Linked DNA regions of Mus musculus: regions 2 and 3 are each linked to region 1. The links are chromatin contacts, called in public Hi-C and promoter capture Hi-C maps. All regions are on one chromosome and are shown on one strand. Each heading gives the region's core, a stretch centred on a gene start, on an enhancer-like site or on the middle of the called end of the contact. The rest is flanking DNA. Distances are from core to core; before and after follow the strand shown. Region 1 holds the start of Mmp15 (matrix metallopeptidase 15). Region 2 holds the start of Got2 (glutamatic-oxaloacetic transaminase 2, mitochondrial). Region 3 has its middle 8.2 kb from the start of Gm51586.

Evidence for each region. Promoter capture Hi-C pulls out the DNA fragments that hold promoters and counts their contacts. Hi-C and Micro-C count contacts between places; a contact is called where the count stands out from the background.
Region 2: a contact with region 1 is called in a promoter capture Hi-C map of stem cell-derived epiblast-like cells, with 7 times the contacts expected there. The contact joins the promoter of Got2 here to the promoter of Mmp15 in region 1. A contact is called at or near these places in 13 of 39 promoter capture datasets (the 3T3-L1 cell line, the C10 cell line, the HPC-7 cell line and 8 more), 7 of 484 Hi-C or Micro-C datasets (the C2C12 cell line, embryonic stem cells, extraembryonic endoderm stem cells and 1 more), 5 of 115 datasets of contacts at active chromatin or transcription factors (astrocytes, embryonic stem cells, extraembryonic endoderm stem cells and 2 more) and 1 of 9 other capture datasets (embryonic stem cells).
Region 3: a contact with region 1 is called in a Hi-C map of the N1E-115 cell line, with 5 times the contacts expected there. The contact joins the enhancer-like site here to the promoter of Mmp15 in region 1. A contact is called at or near these places in 17 of 39 promoter capture datasets (the 3T3-L1 cell line, the C10 cell line, the HPC-7 cell line and 9 more), 1 of 15 datasets of contacts at CTCF or cohesin (embryonic stem cells), 19 of 484 Hi-C or Micro-C datasets (the Ba/F3 cell line, the N1E-115 cell line, cortical neurons and 6 more), 8 of 115 datasets of contacts at active chromatin or transcription factors (astrocytes, embryonic forebrain, embryonic stem cells and 4 more) and 2 of 9 other capture datasets (adipose tissue and embryonic stem cells).

The regions. Positions count from the first base shown.
Region 1 is chr8:95,349,982-95,354,328 of GRCm38.p6, forward strand. Mmp15 (matrix metallopeptidase 15) reads left to right here and starts at 2,315. Exons shown (of 10, transcript NM_008609.4): 1 at 2,315-3,037. The coding sequence starts at 2,888.
Region 2 is chr8:95,887,131-95,891,099 of GRCm38.p6, forward strand. It overlaps Got2 (glutamatic-oxaloacetic transaminase 2, mitochondrial), which reads right to left and starts at 1,271. Exons shown (of 10, transcript NM_010325.3): 1 at 1,087-1,271. The coding sequence starts at 1,175.
Region 3 is chr8:95,908,299-95,912,605 of GRCm38.p6, forward strand. No RefSeq gene overlaps it. Among named protein-coding and RNA genes, the nearest start is that of Gm51586, 8.2 kb to the left of the region's middle. Within about 2 kb of position 2,458, at least 4 of the 459 cell types and tissues checked have an H3K27ac peak or open chromatin away from gene starts, as enhancers often do. A contact at or near this core is called in the N1E-115 cell line, where this site is marked.

The DNA of each region.
Region 1 (4,347 bases), core at 1,065-3,564:
GCCTCCAAGTCTGAAAAACAGGCCACCTATTCTCCCATGACCCTTTCATCCTAGGGGCTACTGACAGCAAAGCTAATGGGAGTGTACCACATAGCTACATACTTCTAAAACTGATAGGGGAAAAAAAATCAGGTAATGGGGGCTAGAGAGATGGCTCAAAGGTTAAGAGCGCTGAATCTGGGTCCTCCTCTTACAAATAAGAAAGCAAACCTAGATGGGAAACAAAATGCTCCAGATTCCAGTGAAGTCGACCTGGGCCGGGAACCCAGAGACCTGGTTTGAAATCCAGAGTTTTCTGAAGAATCTCTCACATAAAGATCCATTTCCACTGCTGCTGGGTGTGGTATTCGGCTTTAATCCTGGGAGGCGAAGCAGGTGGATCTCTGTGAATCAGAGAGCAGCCTGGTCTATAGAGTGAAGTCCAAGACAGCAAGGCTACACAATGAAATACTGTCTGGGAAAAACTTTTTTGAGGTGGGGAGGGGAAAGGGACGGGGGGGTGGGATCCATTTCCTACAGCTAGAACAACCGGCAATGGGGGGGGGGCATCAGATTTGACTTATCATAGTCTCTCAAATCTTGCCGACTCGAGTGAGATTGGTTTTCTTTTTTCTTATTCCGAGTTAGCCCCATAAACTCAGTTTAAAAAAAAAAAAAAGTTGGGAATAAATTTGGCAAACAGATGCAGTACACCTGAACAGAAAAGGGGCTGTTTTTCACCAGACACTAGACATTTGTCAAAATCAAATTTCTTTTTTTTTCTTTTTTTTTAAAGATTTATTTATTATATGTAAGTACACTGTAGCTGTCAGACACTCCAGAAGAGGGAGTCAGATCTTGTTACAGATGGTTGTGAGCCACCATGTGGTTGCTGGGATTTGAACTCTGGACCTTCGGAAGAGCAGTCGGGTGCTCTTACCCACTGAGCCATCTCACCAGCCCCAAAATCAAATTTCTAATTAGAAAATTCAGCAGCTGGTTTTCCCGGCGAGGGACCCCCAACAGAGAGGTCCACCAGTGGGAAGGGGAGAGACTGCCTCTACCTCTTCTCTAAATCCCCATCTCCTTTCCTCGAGCTGTTAGTAGGCCAGGCAATGGGTATGCTTTATTTTCCTTCAGCCGGTGAGTGGGTTCAAACCAGCCATAAGGTCCTTTGCCAGGTCTCCTGATTCTGAGAGGTGAGAGGGGTCGGAGGCATCCAGAGAGTCAACTCTAGGAAAGACCACCCTCAGGGAAGGTAAACACCATTTCTCTAGTCTGTGGGGAGGTGATAAAGTGTGCTGCCTTCTGCCCTGGTTCTCAAGTGGCATACCAATTCCCCCAGTTAAGGACACTAGGGCTGACCTGGGGTTGGACGAAGTTGCCGTGGCCCTTCGATCACCTTAGCGTCCACGCCGGAGTAAAAATTAAAATCCAGCCCCAGCTTCCCCAGAAGGTTTGCCCTTCCACCCGGAGTTCCGATGGGCCTCGCGGGCACAGAGACCAAATATAGTGGAATGGACTTTTCTTGGAAACGAAATGTGTGCACACTAGGAACCGGAACCCTCAGCCCAACACTGAAACTCAGAAAAAAATCTAGTCAGTTGCTCTTATCCACTGGGCAGGGAGTAAGGATGCAGACTCACACGCCTTGTAAGCGTGCGCTCTAGGTTGCATTCAGCACTAGAGGCGCCCCAGAGGCGCCCTAATCCCAGACTTCTCCACTGGGGAAATTTACTAAAGAGACTAAGACACTCTGCTCTGGGACTTGCGTGGGTGTGTAGGGTCTAACGAGCGCTACGGTGGCACAGGTTCTATCGGTTCACCAAGTAGGTCCTGGAGATCGAAGTTTTTCGCCGTACTTGACAAATTTGATAGTGGCCAGGGCCTTTACCTGCTGAGCCATCTTACTTGCTCCTCCAACTTCCCCCCACCCCCAGAGTTTTATTGCCATGTTTAAAAGCTTAAAGCAGTACTTCAGGTCCTTACCCAAGTCTTTTTCTGTCCCACTTTGATCTGAATGTCCTCTCGCCTCCCTCCAAGGGAGATCTCGCCTTCCTTGCGCCCTCCCTCAGCATAGGGTCGAGTCATGGGTCACTCCTGCTCCCCAGAGATAGGAGCTAAGCAGGCTAGGAGAGGTTTACTGCCATCAGGAAAAATGGAGTAGGGTCACCCACCTGCCGGGTCACCGCAGGCGGCACCTGCTACTGAGAAGCCTCGGGTTAGGTCCCGCCCCCAGCCTCCGCCTGGCTTTGCGCACAGGGAGCACACTGGCCCTTTAAGAACCGCGGCTCCCGCCGCGCACTGGGAGTAGGGCTGCGGAGCCAAACTCGCCGGGGACGCCGGGCGCTGGCTAGCTGGCTGGCGGGCTCGTCGCTCTGTCGGGCCGGTTCCCTGCGCCCCTCCCGGGACTGCCTGGGGATCCAGGCCCGATTGGGCGCGGCAGCTAGTGGAGTCGCCAGAGGGAAGCGCGCACTCTGGGCAGCGCGGAGGACCTTGGGCATGGACAGAGAGTGCAGGGCGCGCAGGGGGCGCCGCGGGACCGGGCGGCCGGAGCGCTGAGCCAGACAAAGGCTCTGGAGTTCTGCTTGCTCTCGGGGGCCGGGGCCAGGGCGCACCGCGCCGACGCTGCGAGACTCTGCGGCGTGCAGCTCGGCCGGTCCCCTTCTCCAGCGGGCGAGTCCCCGCGTGCCCCGACCTGCCCTGCCCGCTTCTCACCCGGTTTGGGAATTGGCAGAGGGGACCTGAGCTCCTCAGGCAGGCACCGGGAGCCGGAGGTCCGCCGCGCGCCCGCGGGGCCGGGAGCCAGGGAGCGTCGCAAGTTTCCCAGCCGCGTGCGAGGACGCGGTGCGGGCCAGCCAGCTAGCCCCGCGTGCAGCGCTCAGGACCGGGCTGACTGCCTAGGAGCATGGGCAGCGACCGGAGCGCACTCGGACGTCCAGGCTGCACTGGCAGCTGCCTCAGCAGCCGAGCTTCGCTGCTCCCGCTGCTACTGGTGCTTCTGGACTGTCTGGGCCATGGTACAGCGTCTAAAGACGCCGAAGTGTACGCCGCGGAGGTAAGAACCCGAGGGATGTAGTGCGAACCACACCCGCCGCAGCGGGGACCTGCAGGTGGGGGGAGACGCACCCGGCCTTAGGGGGTGAGGACCGATCTGGGCTGGAGAGCCTGATTGAAAAAGCGGGACTGGCAGGCTGCCACTCCCTGGTCAGAGCTCTGCTGCGCGCCTCTTCCCAAAGCCCTGGGAGCACAGAGCTCGCAGCTGCTGTGCACCCTGAAAGCCGCTCGGGGCACTGACCCGCCCTAGCTTGAGTCCCTGCAGCCGCTTCCGCAGCCCCTATCCCTCGCCTCCAGTCATTTAGCCCGCGCGATTCCTCGAGAGCCGGATCCGCGCAATGTGGGCTTTACGAGTGACGAGGGGTGGGGTGCTGCGGGTAGTGAGAGCTTAGGCGGAGCAAGAGCCCCGCAGCGCTCGCGCTTTGGCTGAAGCTCCTTTGGCTGACATCGTGCGTCGCCGGGCTAGCCAGGGTGGTTGGGGGATGGGTGTGAATCTCCCAGGCTAATGACGGATTGCAAAGGTGCTTTGGTGACTTCTTGGGGCTGAAGCATTCCCACTCCAGGGACAGGGTCTGAAGGACAGGCCCTATCTTCTGAAACACTTTTCACACCAGCGTCCCTACGCCCAGGCCTGGGTGAAACTGGGTAGACTCCACGCCTCTTTTCTCTGGAAGCCGGGCTGACGTCCATATGCTGGCTGCTCTCTGGATTGGTCCTGCAAGTGACCAGGCGCGGTCTCTGCTCAGAGTCCCTATGGGTACCTCTCCCTCCAGTGTATGCCCCTAGCGCGCTGGGTGCCATCGAACTTTTAATGATCATTCTTTCCAGCTCTAGGAGAAAGGAGACTAGGTGTGGAATCTGGAGAGAGGATGAGCCAGGGTCTGCATCTTCTGTGTAGGCTTGGGGCCTTGGTGCCCTTGGGCTGCCTGGAGCGATGGTTTGCAGACAGCCTACTATTCCATCCCAGCCCCGAAGGCTTGCCCAGTTTTCTAGTCTGCCTGAGAGAGATTTTTCCAATGGAAGTCTGTTCCCTCCCCCATCTTACTTTAATAAAAACTTGGGTTGGGGGGGGCCAGTTTACACCTCCAATCCTCCACCTGCCTTGCCTTCCTCTCATCAGATCAGAGAGTTGCAGGGAACCCAACCCAATTCACAATGCCTTGGGGCAGAGGCTTTCAGGGGGAGCTCCTGCTGGTAGGAATTGTTTGCCTGTAACCTAGGTGCTACCACCAGAGAAGGTGCCAAAGAATTTCAAGTCACTGATTCCCCTTTGAGAATTTGTGGCCTACACAGACCAAGCTGGAGTCTGGT
Region 2 (3,969 bases), core at 21-2,520, 540 kb after region 1:
TTCAAAGGGAAGAAGGCAAGCATAAAAAGTTACGTAGGCTTCGCTCCCAGTTAGTATGTGCCCCGGGGAGGTGTCTGCCGTACTCCAGGAGACTGTCTCAAATCTGCTCTTCTGAGGCCCAAGGAAGAATCAGGAGTTACTAGTTCCCGTTTAGGCCTGGCACTTTCAGTACACCTTAGTTTAAGATGACTCATTTGTCTTTTTTTAAAAAAGGAAGTCAGTCCTCTTGTCTTGCTCACAGCTGCATCACCAGCAACTGGTCCAGTGCCTGGCTCGGAGAAACTGGGTTACGAAATATTTTAAGGAGCAAAGAGCCGACTGAAATGCAGGGAAAGATTGATGGCTTCCAGTCAACAGAATCTCCCAAGGGTTTAAAACAAAGAAAGTACATTACACTTCAACCCTTTTCCATCCAAAGGCCAGGCTGGTCTGTCAGGGGATAGGGGATCATCAGGCACTACTGTGGTGACACTGAAGGATGCACTACGCCAAGGTCATGGATGCACACCGGATCTGGACGCCCCCAGAACCTCCTTGCATGTGGTCACATTTCCCCCCGTCACGCACGCTGCTTCTACACAGCACTGGCAGATTTAACCCTCTGGACCCCGACAGCTGGACCTGTTGTCCCGCAGGGCAGCTGGTCAAGGACATGCGCGCCCCCCTGCACCACAGCCAATCAGCGACAGGCAGCTCCGGCACCATAGCCAATCGGCTAGAGGATGGCCCAGCGCCACCGCCCACGTGCTCACCCCTTGCCCCGCACCCCACTGTGCTGAGTCCACATCTGGGACCCCCCATCACCCGCTAGAATGGGATTCTGGGTGCAGTCGAGAACCACAATTCCCACCTCGGGGGCTACGCTGGCCCTCTGTCCGGAGATACAGGGGAGGGATGAGGGGTCCTGGGGTCACCCCGGGGCGCAGACACTGGACTCTAAGACTCGGGACAGTCAACCCTTGGGGACACACGAGGTGCGCACGTGTGTCCGATCGCGGGGTGGGGTGCAGGTTTCACAGGGTCCACAGTTCGGCTGGGCAGGGGCAGGCCCGCGGTGCCGCTGCATCTCTGTATCCCTCGGCTCACCTGGCTCTGGCAGAGGCTGCAGCAGCTAGGCCTGGGTGAAAGGCAGCAGCCATCCCGGAGAGGATGCGGCTGGAGTGCAGGAGGGCCATGGTGGGCGGTAAGACGGCAGTGGATGGTGGTAGAGCCGAGATCTGGGGAAGCGTCCGCTGGAACCGAGGCGCGGGCTCCTAAAAGGTGAGGACAGTGACTTCCCTGGGCGTGGCTAGAGCGGCCCTGCGCCTGGAGCGAATCATGTCGCAGCGGCCCCTTGCGGTCGGGGGTAGAACGACGACGCCTCCACGGAGGTCATGGAAACTCGCAAGGGCACTGCTAATCGCTGCCTATAAATCCTGTGAAGCTTGTATGTGAGGATGCGCAGTCCACAGTGCTCAGCGCTCTGCTTCCAGTTAATCATCCGCTACGCTAGAGGCAGCTGCCTAGCGTGCCAGTTTGAAAGAAGGAAAAAAATGTAAACTGACCCGAGGAAGTATTTTTTTTTTTTCCTAATGCTCCAGTGTGGTTTTCCTTTCAACCCACTAGTTTCCCCAAGTGCAAGTCTCTCAAGGTTCAGAATGCTTTCATGTCCCTGTTAGAGGACAACAGGCATATTTTGTGGGGCAGTTGTGAGTATTAACTTGTGAGATTAGCAGATTATGCCCTAAAAAAAAAAAAAAAAAAAAAAAAAAAAAAAAAAAAAAAGCCTGATTAGTCAATACAAAATTACCCAGGACCAACGACAAACTTTTGCACATCAAGTCTTCATAATTATGTTTGGAAGAAATGAATAAGCTTTTAAAGGCTGGGAGAATGAATTTGAGACAAGTCCACAAGTTGACCGAATTCACTCTGAACATGGGCCATTATTTCCCAGGGATGCCTTGCAGAAATCTGTATAGATTGCCAGTCTAATTTCTCCGGCCACTTCAGTTGTCTGTGTGATTGTTATCAAATCTGGGGGCCACAGCATGTGCTGCAAACCAGGCCCAGGTCACTGGTCCTCAAACAAAGTAAAATAGTGAAAAGCAGAAAAAGATTTACTTGCTGGGTGGTGGTGGTGCATGCCTTTAATCCCAGCACTTGGGAGGCAGAGGTAGGTGGATTTCAGAGTTCGAGGCCAGCCTGGTCTACACAGAGAAACCCTGTCTCGAAATTTTTTTTTTTTTTTTTTACTCAATGTGGCCACACTAGGAAGTTGGACAGAAAGATCCAGTTTTCCTTCGGGGTTCAAATGAGAGATTCCAACGTAAACAGATTCCCAGTCAGCTTGTGTTCCTGCCTGCCATTAACCCATCCTATAAGGTGATGGATCTGATAAGTTGCTAGAACTGTATAGACTCTCTGGGAGAAAGGTTGCCTCTCTGGCTGGGGCCTTTTCTTATTTCAGTATGAGATTCCTAGAGATATTGCCATTTCTTTGGGTTCCATTGTTTCAGTAGTCAAATTGATAGACACAGTGCCTCTTTAGGATATCTTCATTTCTTCCAGGGCTGTTGCATGAAGTCCAGATCCCTACATGGAATCACATTCTGGTCTACCCTAACTTACTGTCTTCTGGCACATGTGTCTCCCTGACCTTGGGCTAGATTAAAAAAAAATAGATATTTATTTAATGTTGTATGAGCATCCTGTTGCTGACACACCAGAAGAGGGCATCAGATCCAATTACAGATGGTTGTGAGCCACCATGTGGTTGCTGGGAATTGAACTCATGACCTCTGGAAGAGCAGACAGTGCTCTTAACCACTGAGCCATCTCTCCAGCTTTTAGGCTAGATTCTTTTTTCTTCTTCTTCTTCTTCTTTTTTTTTTTGGTTTTTCAAGACAGGGTTTCTCTGTAGAGCCCTGGCTGTCCTGGAACTCACTTTGTAGACCAGACTGGCCTCAAACTCAGAAATCTGCCTGCCTCTGCCTCCCAAATGCTGGGATTAAAGGCATGTGCTACCACCACCCAGCAAGTAAATCTTGGGCTAGATTCCTATTGGCAATGACTTTGGATTCCTGCACTATTGTATGTGTTGTGGTTTGAATATGCTTGGACCAGGAAAAGGCACTATTAGGAGATGTGGCCTTGTTGAAGGAAGTGTGTCACTGTGGGGTGGGCTTTGAGACCCTCCTCCTAGCTGCCTGTAGAACAGTCTCTTCCTCTGCCTTCAGAACAGGATGTAGAACTCTCAGCTCCTCCAGCACCGTGTCTACCTGGATGCTGCTATGCTCCCACCATGATAATGGACTGAACCTCAGAACCTGTAAGCCAGGCCCAGGATTGTTTCTTGCAGCTGATTTGCCTTTCCTGTCACTTATTGCATAGCCTAAGGATTCCTGGGTGTTACTCCACCCTATTGAGCAGATTTCTTGCAGATCAACATAAAGATGAGCTTTCATGAGTTAATGCTGCTTAGATGTATTAGTGATTTCACAGAATTCCTGACTTGATTAAAGTAATTTTAGGAAGAAAGTTGTAAGATGGTTTTAGTTGTTTTGTTAGAAAGATGTAATAAAGTTAGAATCGAGAATAGAATGTGCCCACTCATAAGTAAAGGCTGCATACTAAGAAATACAGTGAGCTTTCATACACTAAAAAGAGATGTAGGCTTGGGACAAATCCGTGTTCAAGGAAAAATATTCTGCGCCAAGGATGAAGCCACAGGTGTGTGCTGTGATGAGGCAAGGCCATGTAAAAACTGTTGCTTTGAACTTATAATGAGCTTACAGTATGAAGCTGCTTTGAGCTTGTTGTAGATACTTGTCACACCACCTCCAGTAGGATCTGTGCAACAAGTTCCACAAACTGAGGCGACTGAGGCGACTGAGGCCTCCTGGAACTGGTTGTGGAACTCTTCACTGGAGAAAAAAATATTGAGCCATAGTTTTCATGGCAATCTGTTTTGTTTTCTCTTAATTCCTT
Region 3 (4,307 bases), core at 1,208-3,707, 560 kb after region 1:
ACAGGTCTCTCGTTCCGTCAGATCTTGTAAGCCATCACGTGGTTGCTGGGATTTGAACTCAGGTACTTCGGAAGAGCCGTCAGTGCTCTTAACCGCTGAGCCATCTGTCTAGCCCAGAACTTTATTCTTTGATTAATGTAGTATGAGTGCATGCTGATTTGTTGGTACGATGGTCATGCTTATTAAAACAACAACAACAACAAAAACAAAACCCGAAAGCTAGGTCAGAGTTTCCTTTGCTCTTATTTTATTTTCTGTGTATGAGGTTTTTTTGCCTGCATGAATGGATGTTTGTGTACCATGCTCTCAGCGCCTGCAGGACCCAGAGTAGGGTATCAGATCCCTTGGATCTGGTTGTGAGCTGTCTTGTGAGTTCTGGGAACCACAATTAGGATACCTGTGAGAGCAGCCAGTGCTTTTAACCACAGAGCCATCTCTCCAGTCCTGAGTCTGAGTGTTGGTAAACTAAGGAATGCATGTGGCGGTGACAAGGTCTCATCCCCATTGCCCACTGGTGGGAAGTCTGTAAGAATTAACATGGTAGGAAGAAATAAAGAACGAGAGTTTACACGACCTTGACAGCTAGAGCTGTATTTAACCTGGGGTGTGGTGTGTCAAGATCAGCCCGTACACAGTGCCATCAGGGTGCAGGACTAAGCAACAGGATGGCCAGAGCTGGAGCACGGGTTACAGGCCTTAAGCTGGCGTTGTTGTAGCTGAGGATAGAGAAGGGAGTGGGTTTCCTTAGGGTCAGAATGGGGGAAGTTGGCTGTTTTCCTTACATAAGCGGCTTTGAGATGCAGGGTCTGTGGATTCTTTGTATCACAGTGTCTGGGGTGGGTTGGGGGTAGCTGCTTTTCGCCTGCAGTCCCCATAGAACTGCCCCTGCAGCTATTGGCTTAGTGAGGGCCTTAGCTTTTGTGGGGTGGATGTACTGGCTACTTTTGTGTCAACTTGACACCGCTGGAGTTATCACAGAGAAAGGAGCTTCAGTTGAGGAAATGCCTCCATGAGATACAACTGTAAGGCATTTTCTCAATTAGTGATCAAGGGAGAAAGGCCCCTTGTGGGTGGGACCATCCCTGGGCTGGTAGTCTTGGGTTCTATAAGAGAGCAGGCTGAGCAAGCCAGGGGAAGCAAGCCAGTAAGTAACATCCCTCCATGACCTCTGCATCAGCTCCTGCTTCCTGACCTGCTTGAGTTCCAGTCCTGACTTCCTTGGTGATGAACAGCAGTATGGAAGTGTAAGCTGAATAAACCCTTTCCTCCTCAACTTGCTTCTTGGTCATGATGTTTGTGCAGGAATAGAAACCCTGACTAAGACAGTGGATGTGGAGATGTTGTTCCTTTAATATCAACTGCACAATCCTTACGTGGTGAGCTAGTGGGAAAGGGAAAGGGGCGGGGCTCAGAGAGCGGTTCAGGAAGAATTTGGGCCCTTGTCAGGCTGACTGTCTTGGGGAGAAACAGTTTTCACACCTGTAAGCCACAGTACCTGGGGCTTCATTCCATCTTCCATTTCCTTTTAAATAGACTTATAGCTATCTGGTGAAAATGGTCTATTTAACATTTGGCAAAAGCCTTTGTTTAAAGCAACTGTGGCTGCTCATAGACTGTCTAGCCGCTCTTCTCATTGTCAGAAATCAGTGTCATGTCCTCCCACCCCCCTACTCTCCCCACTCCAAGAGTTTAAGACGCTGCTAGTGGTGACTCCTGATTCAAGCTCCGAGATTTATTTATGACCTACCCACAACATGACTCCTTGTTACATAGGATAAGCCAGACTAAGTCACATGGTGTGGAACTTATTGGTAACCCTCTAAAACCATAAAAGTAGAAGACCCCCCGCCTTTTTTTTTGTTTGTTTTGGTTTTTTTGAGACAGGGTTTCTCTGTATAGACCTGGCTGTCCTAGAACTCACTTTTGTAGACCAGGCTGGCCTTGAACTCAGAAATCTGCCTGCCTCTGCCTCCTGAGTGCTGGGATTAAAGACGTGCGCTACCACGCCCGGCTGAAGACCCCCTTTTATTCAGGGGATCTGAAGACCTTTTTCTTCAGGATCCCCATCACACTGCACAGTGAGTGACCTCTCTCCTATTTTCCTGCTTGAAGCTCTCTCTCCTAATTAAGCTTCTCACATGCCTCTCATGTGATGATTTTTTTCTCTCCTAATGTTCTTAAGACGATTTTACTCCCAGGTCTGCTTGCCACCCTTCTCTGATCACGAGGCTTTCTCTCCCGCTATAATTCATTCAGAATTATATTATTCAGTGATGTTTTCCTGGCAGCTGTTTTTCCAAACTAACCTCCTGCTCTCCTCTGATTTCTAGCACACGCATCCTATTTTGTAGGAGGAAGAAACTGTTAGAAGTAAGAGAGTGGTGGTGGTTGGATCGGGAGAGAAGGGCTGACACAAAATGGCCCTTCTAGAAGGAGCTTTATTGGGAGAAAAGACATGATGACCGTGGGAATCATGATTGAACTTTAAGGTGGGAGAGCTGACAAAGGGGTCAGGGGCAACATGGTGGGCTTTAAAGGGAGAGAGAGGTTTTCCTATAAAACTTGGAGAGGAATGTAATTAAGAGGAATAGCTTAAAGTAAGAGTGTGTGTGTGTATATAAGAGAGAGAGAAAGAGAGAGAGAGAGAGAGAATCACACACAGAGAGACAAAGATAGAGACAGAGACAGAAAGAGACAGAGCATGCTGCCACTCGCAGGATGATGGTGAGAGCATGCAGAGAAAGCTTCAACCCACAGGATGATGGTTTTCAAATAAAGGAAGATATCTGACTTTTAAATCCATCTGTGGGGTGGTGAGAAGCCCCTACCATGTGATTCAGTTCGGATCACCTGCTGTGAAGAGAAGTGTGGAAGAGCCAGGTAAGGAGAAAGACCATAAATGTGAAACCACAGCATGTATGTTTTTAACTCTTTATAGAGAGAGAAAAAGGGAGGGAGGGGAGGAGGGAGAAAAGGAAAAGAGAGAGGGGTGTGGAGATGGAGGAAGAGGAAAAGGAAGAAAAAGAGAGAAAGAGCGAGTCTGGGGATCATGCTGGCTGCTTAGAGTGACCAGCATTTCAGTCTAACAGAAGTCACAAGGGGCTCCAAGCTCTTTTCAGAGAACTGGATATTCCCGTTTTTCCAGTCCTGTAGAAATATGGAGACAGGCTAAGATGACCTGTGATCTCAGCACTTGGGAGGTAGCAGCAGAAGGGTTAGGAGCTCAGGATTATCTTTGGATCCATTGTGAGTTTAAGGCCAGCCTGTCCAATACGATACCCTGTGGCGGGTCGGGGAGAGAATGTGGATATGAATATGCCAGGGTCACTAGAGACAGGGCTTAGGATAGTGTGAACTTTGGGCTCAGCTGCTTCCCTAGCTCATAGAATGACCACGGGATATGAGGAAGGAACACTGAGGGTCAGTTCCTGAAGAGACCGGACTAAAGTGCCGGGGCTGAGAAGGGCCAAGTGCATATCAACTCCACACTCACCCACGCTTCCTCCAGGTTCTGGGCATGTATTGGCTAGTTTTGTGTCAACTTGACACAGCTGGAGTTATCACAGAGAAAGGAGCTTCAGTTGAGGAAATGCCTCCATGAGATCCAACTGTAAGGCATTTTCTCAATTAGTGATCAAGGGGGCAAGGCCCCTTGTGGGTGGGACCATCTCTGGGCTGGTTGTCTTGGGTTCTATAAGAGAGCAGGCTGAGCAAGCCAGTAAAGAACATCCCTCCATGGCCTCTGCATCAGCTCCTGCTTTCTGACCTGCTTGAGTTCCAGTCCTGCATTCTTTGGTGATCAACAGCAGTATGGAAATGTAAGCCGAATAAACCCTTTCCTCCCCAACTTGCTTCTTGGTCATGATGTTTGTGCAGGAATACAAACCCTGACTAAGACAAATTGGTACCAGCATAGTGGGGTATTCCTGTGACAACCTGACCATGTTTTGGGGAGGATTGTGGAAGGACTTTGGAACTTTGGGCTTGAAGATCCATCCATTGTTAAGAGCTCTGTTGGAGGTTGTGCAGGAGCTTGGAAGATAATGTTGAGAACACTGTAGAAGATGGAGGTCTGGTTTGTGAAATTTCAGAGGGAAAATTAAAGACTCTTTTCAGGGCCATTGCTGTTTTGATTGTGAAGATTCTGTAGTTCTGGTTAGCTGGGGCTGAAGAATCAGCTGTGATTAACAAGATACCAGAACTACTAAAGCAAAAACTTTGCATTACTGGGACTATTGATGCTGGTTAGCTGGAGCTAAGAAATTAGCGGTGATTAAGAAGAGACCAGCATCATTGAGGTGACATCT